Linked DNA regions of Cricetulus griseus: region 2 is linked to region 1. A link is a contact called in public Hi-C data. All regions are on one chromosome and are shown on one strand. The core of a region is the stretch at or near the end of the contact, and the rest is flanking DNA. Distances in the headings are between cores, read along the strand shown.

Region 1 (2,995 bases), core at 100-2,599:
TAAGGTCCTCCCACCAGGCTCCCAGATACCAACTAGCGAGCGCTTACTCCTCACATTCCAGAGGATCATAAATCCTCCAGGGTGGCAGAGCCACCACCCCCAAGATGTCTCTGCGCCTCCTCCCTGTACCCCACCCCCACCCTCGCTCGGAGACGCTGGGACTTCCTCTCTTTCTTAGAAGTCACTTTAAGACTAGAGAAGGATGAAGTCCAATAGGTATGAGTTCATGATGTACAAACTAGGGATCCGAGGTGGTGCGGGTAGGACTTCGAGGTCCTTCCCAGGGACCTCTTGTTACTCAGCATCCACGCCAATTTCAGCTACTGTCCACAAGTACTGACGCGGGATGGAGGGAGACAGAGACAGAGAGACAGAGCGAGAGAGCTTGGCTGCAGGCAGGGATAGCCCAGGAAAGGGCTCCAGGGAGTGCGGGATGGGGGACAGAATCCAATGGGAGCCGAGAAGGAGACTGAATTCCTTTGCGTCGCCTCCCCAGAGTTCAAGGGAACCGAAAGTGCAGGCGGCAAAGGCGCTCTGCTCCCCAGCGACCCTGGATAGGGCGATGGGGTCGGGTCGCAGTCCGAGGCTTGCCTCAGGAACTGCGATGGCTTTCGGGTCAGAGGGCAGAAGCCGTTTCCTCCTCGCTGCTCGAGTTTCAGAATAAGTGCTGGACGTCCGGGGCGCCCGAGTCTCTCCGGAATCCCAGTCTCATACCCGCACTTACCCGTTCCAGGTGGCTCTTTTCGGCCTCATTCTGGTCTGTAGCCTGCGCGTCAGCGGCGGCCGGCGGCTCGGCTTGTTCGGACTTCTGGGAGCGCAGCAGGTCCTCCCGGATCGGGACGCCCAGCTTCTTGAGATGCTCGTCCGTCTCGGGGTCGACCACCAGCAGGCGCACGGCGTTGAGCGCCCCGCGGATGCGGCTCACCACCTGCTGATGCGTCTCCTTCTCCACGTTCTCGCCGTTCACCTCCACCAGTCGGTCCCCGGCCAGCAGCCCCGACTTCTCGGCGGGCGAGCCGGGCTCCACCAGCCGGATAAACTGGCCCACCTTGCCCTTCTCCCCGTGTAGGTGGAAGCCGTAACCGTTCGGACCCTTCTCCAGGCAGCAGAGCCGGGGCAGGGGCTCCCCGGCCGCCGCGTCCGCGCTCATCTTGCCCGGAGAACGCTCAGCACGGTTCCCGTCGGAGGCCGGGGACGCACGGCCTTTCTCCCCGCGCCGCGGAGCTCAAGTTGGGAGCTGAGCACAGTACGGGGCACCGTGAGCAGGTGTCCCAGGAACGGCTGCAGCGAACGCACAGGAAGGGAGCGGGCCAATCCCCGCCCTGCGCGGCGTCTGAGCGTTCCACAGCCCGCCCCAGCTCCTAAAGTCGGGGGCGGGGCTGTGCCGTGGGTGTGGATCACCCTGGACCAATCAGAAGCCACAAGATCCGGCTCTTGGGCCGGGGCGAATAATTCTGGCCAATCAGAATGGTGGGGGTGTGGCTTGCACTCGGCGCGGCTCCCCGCAGCGGGAGAAGAAAAGAGAGCCCAGGAAGTGGAAGTGTTTGTTACCAAGTGGGGAGTTGGGCCGATGGGGCGGGGCCCGGGCTGGGGCCGGGGCCGGGTTCCAGGTACTGAGCCCAAGGGCCTCGTGGACTACGCTCTGGTTTTCACGTCGTGGAGGGGGATTTAGAAGTGCCAGTCTCGGGGTAAAGAATCCTCAACGCTTTAACCGCCGTCAGCGAAAGCCTATTTATTGCACAGCTTGGCTGCGGGGGGGGGCGAGGGGAGCGACAGTTGCCTAGGAAACCAACCCACCCCCCCCTACACTCACTCCTCCCCCTCCCCGGGGCCAGCTTAAGAACCGGACGGATGTCTTCTGTAACACAGTAACACTGTAACAGAGTAACTGTAACAGAATAACTCAGCAGCGAGGTTGTTTAAGTAACAAAGTTTCTACTTGTGGAGTCACTGTGCTATCCCAGGACTTGGCGTAAAGGGAAAGTTTGGGCTTTGATCCCTTCTAGGAACGTGCAGGGCGGGGCAGAGGGGCCAAGGCTCCTAGCAGCCCACCTGGAAGACAGGCTGCCAGAGGGTAGATCAGTAAATAATAAATAAAAGGCTTGGTTTTGGCAGCTGCCTTTGGTTCGGGAGAGGGGGCGGGGAGAGGCAGCTTGGTAGTCAATCTCAGGATTCACTCTGGAGGGAATGGAGGCCTGGCTTTTATCAACAGAGAAAGAAAAATGACTTGGATTGTGAGATAAGCTTTCCAGCTCACTCTGGCTCTAAAAGATGCTGGTCTGGGGGAGAGCAGTCAGTTAAGGGTGAGGTGAGCCTATGAGGACACCAAAGAATGAGGAAGAATGAGGATGGAATGATTTGAGCATTGGGTAACACTTTTCCACAAAATGCCAAGTAACAAACTTTCCAACACGGTCCCTCGTCCTCTGGGAACAGAGAGAAGAAACGCCAAGGTATACTTGCCAAAATACTGCAATTTAATTCTGAAAAACACAAATGGAGTTCCTGCAACCTGCTCAGAGTCCCAGAAGAGAACAGGCAAGCCCAGGCTCCTCCTCTATCTGCCTGTGAGAGGTCACAGAGACCTTCCTTATCAACCCAAGTTAAGAGTGCTGACTCTGTTCAGAGAGCAAGATTTTGCCTTGAAAGCAAATGCAGTAACCTCATAAATGTGCTATGCATACTTTCTTGGAGTCCCAGTCTCTGCCCAGCCTACAGAACAGCAGTAAAGTTGCCTGCCTGCGGGTCATGGATCTACACACCTCCAGAGTCCTTCTAAGGGTGAGGTCAGGGCTTTGGGAGATGCATGGCCTTGGGCCTATAGGACCTCCTTGCTGCTTGCCCTTCTCCATACCCAAAATGGACCAAAGTGCTTTGTTTTGTACATATTACATTGGCTCACCCAGAAATGGACAACTTCCCACACCCTTTTTTCCTGATTTAGTGGAAGAGGAGGAGATGAAACAGTTTTGGCCCTAGTATTGGTCTGAAGTTA
Region 2 (2,975 bases), core at 278-2,777, 230 kb before region 1:
CCCCCAGTAGGTCCCTCCATGAACTGTCCCTGGAGATGGGCCGCGAGGTCTGCACGCCCGCGTGCCGCACCCCGGCACCATGCTGCCGGCATTTGCTCAGGAGCTCCTCATATTTCTCCAGGAGCGCGTGGTACTGCTCATCCACCTCCCTCAGGATAGACATACCGCGCCTGCGCACGCTGTTGGCGTGCAGCGTGAGGTTGCCAGCATGACGGCTGGCTGGGTCTTTGGCCACGATGGCATTGAGCGCAGTGTCACTGCAGCTTTTGCGCACTGCGTGGCTGGGGGAGGCTGCAGGCGAGGAGACACCATCCTGGGCATTGGAGGCATCCCCACTGCCTGGCTGGGGGTCATCAGCCTCAGGGGCCTGAGTGAGGGGCGCCAGCAAAGCCTCGGCCAGGTGCTCATCCCGGGCCAGCAGGTAGGTCTTGGCCTGCTTCATCTGCTGCAGCTCCAGCAGCTCGGCCTCCAGCTCCTGCACGCGCAGGCGACAGCCCTCCATCTCACACAGCTGTCGCTCCAGCTCCGTGTACTCCTGGAGCACCACTGTGTACTCGCGCTCTGCACGATCCTTGCGCTGTCGCTCCTGGCTCACCTGGGAACGCAGCACCCCCACCAAGGTCTGCAGTCGTTCATTCTCCTGCTCCAGGGGCCGAGGGCCCAGCTCCAATGAGGAACTGTGCAGGCGGAAGGCATCTTCACACCTGCTAGGGGACAGAAGTGATAGTTAAGTCATGGCCACGGCCTGGACCAAAGTGTCAGACACTGGGTTGCCTTGTCCACCTGTCTCTTCCTTCTGCCCCTCTGAGGCACCACCCACCCTTCTAACTTTCTCTCCGGGCTGTGTCTGAGGATGCTGACCCACATGGATTCATCTAGGATTCTTCAGCAAGGGACGGTTGAAGGTGGGAACAAAGGGAGTTCTCTGGGTATGTCTAAGCTCTTTCCCTGGTTGGTGCTGGCCAGACAGACGGCTCCATACCTTCTAGAGATGGTAATTAATCTCTCTTCCTCTAGACACTGAGGCCTAGGGATGGTAGTGGCCCTGTTCTGTTGCAACCCTGGGCCTAGTTTCCACACATACACACACACACACACACACACACACACTTCTTAATCTTTATTTTTATTTTATTTTTTAGACAGGATTCCTCTGTGTAACAGCTCTGGCTGTCCTAGAACTTTCACCATAGACCAGGCTGGCCTCAAACTCAGAGATCCGTCTGCCTCTGCCTCCCGAGTGCTGCGATTAAAGACATGTGCCACCACCCCCTGGCTAAACAGGACCTTAGACAGTTCAGTTTGACTTTGAACTCTCTAGCTTGAGGATGACTGTGACCTCTCAATTCTCCTGCCTCCACCTTGTAAATGCTGGGATTACACGTGTGCTTCACCACTCCTAGGAGGTGTTGGGAATCAATCTCAAGGCCTTGTGAGTGTTAAATGGGCTCCCAACTGAGCCCCATTTCCAGCCTCATCTTGATCCTCTTTGTTAATCTGTCTTTCTCCTGTTTTAGGCTGAGGATCGAACCCAGGGCAACTCACATTCTAGGCAAGTACCTATACAACTGAGCTACATCCTCAGTCCTGTATTCTTACATTAAGTAGTTGTTGAATTAAGATTTAATGGGAGCTTTTCCGGTTGTGACCACCTCCCTATGAGAACATGCCTCTCGAAAAGGATCTCCTTCACCCCTCTCCAGAAGACGAAAAGAGGAAACACAAGAAAAAATGCCTGGTGCAGAGCCCCAATTCCTACTTTACGGATGTGAAGTGCCCAGGATGCTATAAGGTCACCACGGTCTTTAGCCATGCACAAACAGTAGTCTTGTGTGTTGGCTGCTCCACTGTCTTCTGTCAGCCCACAGGCAGAAAAGCAAGGCTGACAGAAGAATGCTCCTTCAGGAGGAAGCAGCACTGAAAAGCACCCGATTCCCGATGAGTGGGAACCATCCCAATAAACACATTTTTGGATAAACACAAAAAAGATTTAATGGGAACCAAAAGGCACAGTGCTGGACCCCTGCTAGGTTAGAAGCCTGGCTGGGCCAAGCTCTAAACACATGACACACTGGGTGAGCCATGTAACCACCAAACTTAGATTTTTCTCATCTAACTTGTAGGCAGAATGGATGTGATGACTGTTACGTTAGTATAGTACACCATGGCTGTCCTTAGCAAGCATCCTGATGGCTTGGATCAGACACAATCCTCCTCCCCGACAACTGTCCACCATGCTCCCTCTTTGTCCTTCAGCCAGAACTCTTGGGATTCAAAGACACGCCAGGGCCCTTGCCTACCGGGGGCTTGTGCACAGCTCCTTCAGGCAGGGGAAAGTATGGATGGTTCTCCTGCGCTCCCGCTTTTCCCGGCGAACCCGAAGCTGCTCCAGGCCTCTCAGTTGCTCCACCTGGGCCTGCAGCTCCTCAACCTGGGACTGCAGGCGCTCAATGGTTTCTGTCAGCCTGGAATAGGACGAACCACCCATGGGAGATGTATTTTTGTTTGTTTTCAAGATTGTCAGGGCTGGGGAGATGGCTCAGCCATTAAGAGCTAGGCCTACAATGAAAATGTTAAGATTGATGTGTGTGTGTGTGTGTGTGTGTGTGTGTGTGTGTGTGTGTGTGTGTAGGTGCCTGAGGAGGCAAAAAGAGGGAGCTGGATCCCCCAGAACTGGGTGATTGTGAGCCACTCACTGTGAGTGCTGGGAACCAAACCCTGGCTCTAGAGCAGCAAACACTCTCAACCTCTTAGCCATCTCTCAAGCCCCACCCCAGGGGAAGTCTTAAGGAGACAGGGACAGCCTCCTCACTGCTGCTGGGAACCTTGTAGATGGAGGACATGGAATTAAGAACAGACATGGGCTGGAGAGATGGCTCAGAGGTTAAGAGCACCGACTGCTCTTCCTGAGTTCAATTCCCAGCAACCACATGGTAAGATCTGGTGCCCTCTTCTGGTGTGCAGATATACAAGTC

The links. A called contact is a pair of places that touch in the nucleus more often than the background predicts.
Region 2: a contact with region 1 is called in a Hi-C map of the CHO-K1 cell line, with 4 times the contacts expected there. The contact joins the promoter of LOC100771832 here to the promoter of Slc9a3r1 in region 1. A contact is called at or near these places in 2 of 8 Hi-C or Micro-C datasets (both in the CHO-K1 cell line).

The regions. Positions count from the first base shown.
Region 1 is chr7:127,771,303-127,774,297 of CriGri-PICRH-1.0, reverse strand. Slc9a3r1 (Na(+)/H(+) exchange regulatory cofactor NHE-RF1) reads right to left here and starts at 1,349. Exons shown (of 6, transcript XM_027425734.2): 1 at 725-1,349. The coding sequence starts at 1,150. It overlaps Rab37 (ras-related protein Rab-37), which reads right to left. Exons shown (of 9, transcript XM_027425742.2): 9 at 2,457-2,995.
Region 2 is chr7:127,999,370-128,002,344 of CriGri-PICRH-1.0, reverse strand. It overlaps LOC100771832 (40S ribosomal protein S27-like), which reads left to right and starts at 1,527. Exons shown (of 1, transcript XM_027425721.2): 1 at 1,527-1,921. The coding sequence starts at 1,667. The coding sequence ends at 1,921. Cdr2l (cerebellar degeneration-related protein 2-like) reads right to left here. Exons shown (of 4, transcript XM_027425720.2): 4 at 1-704.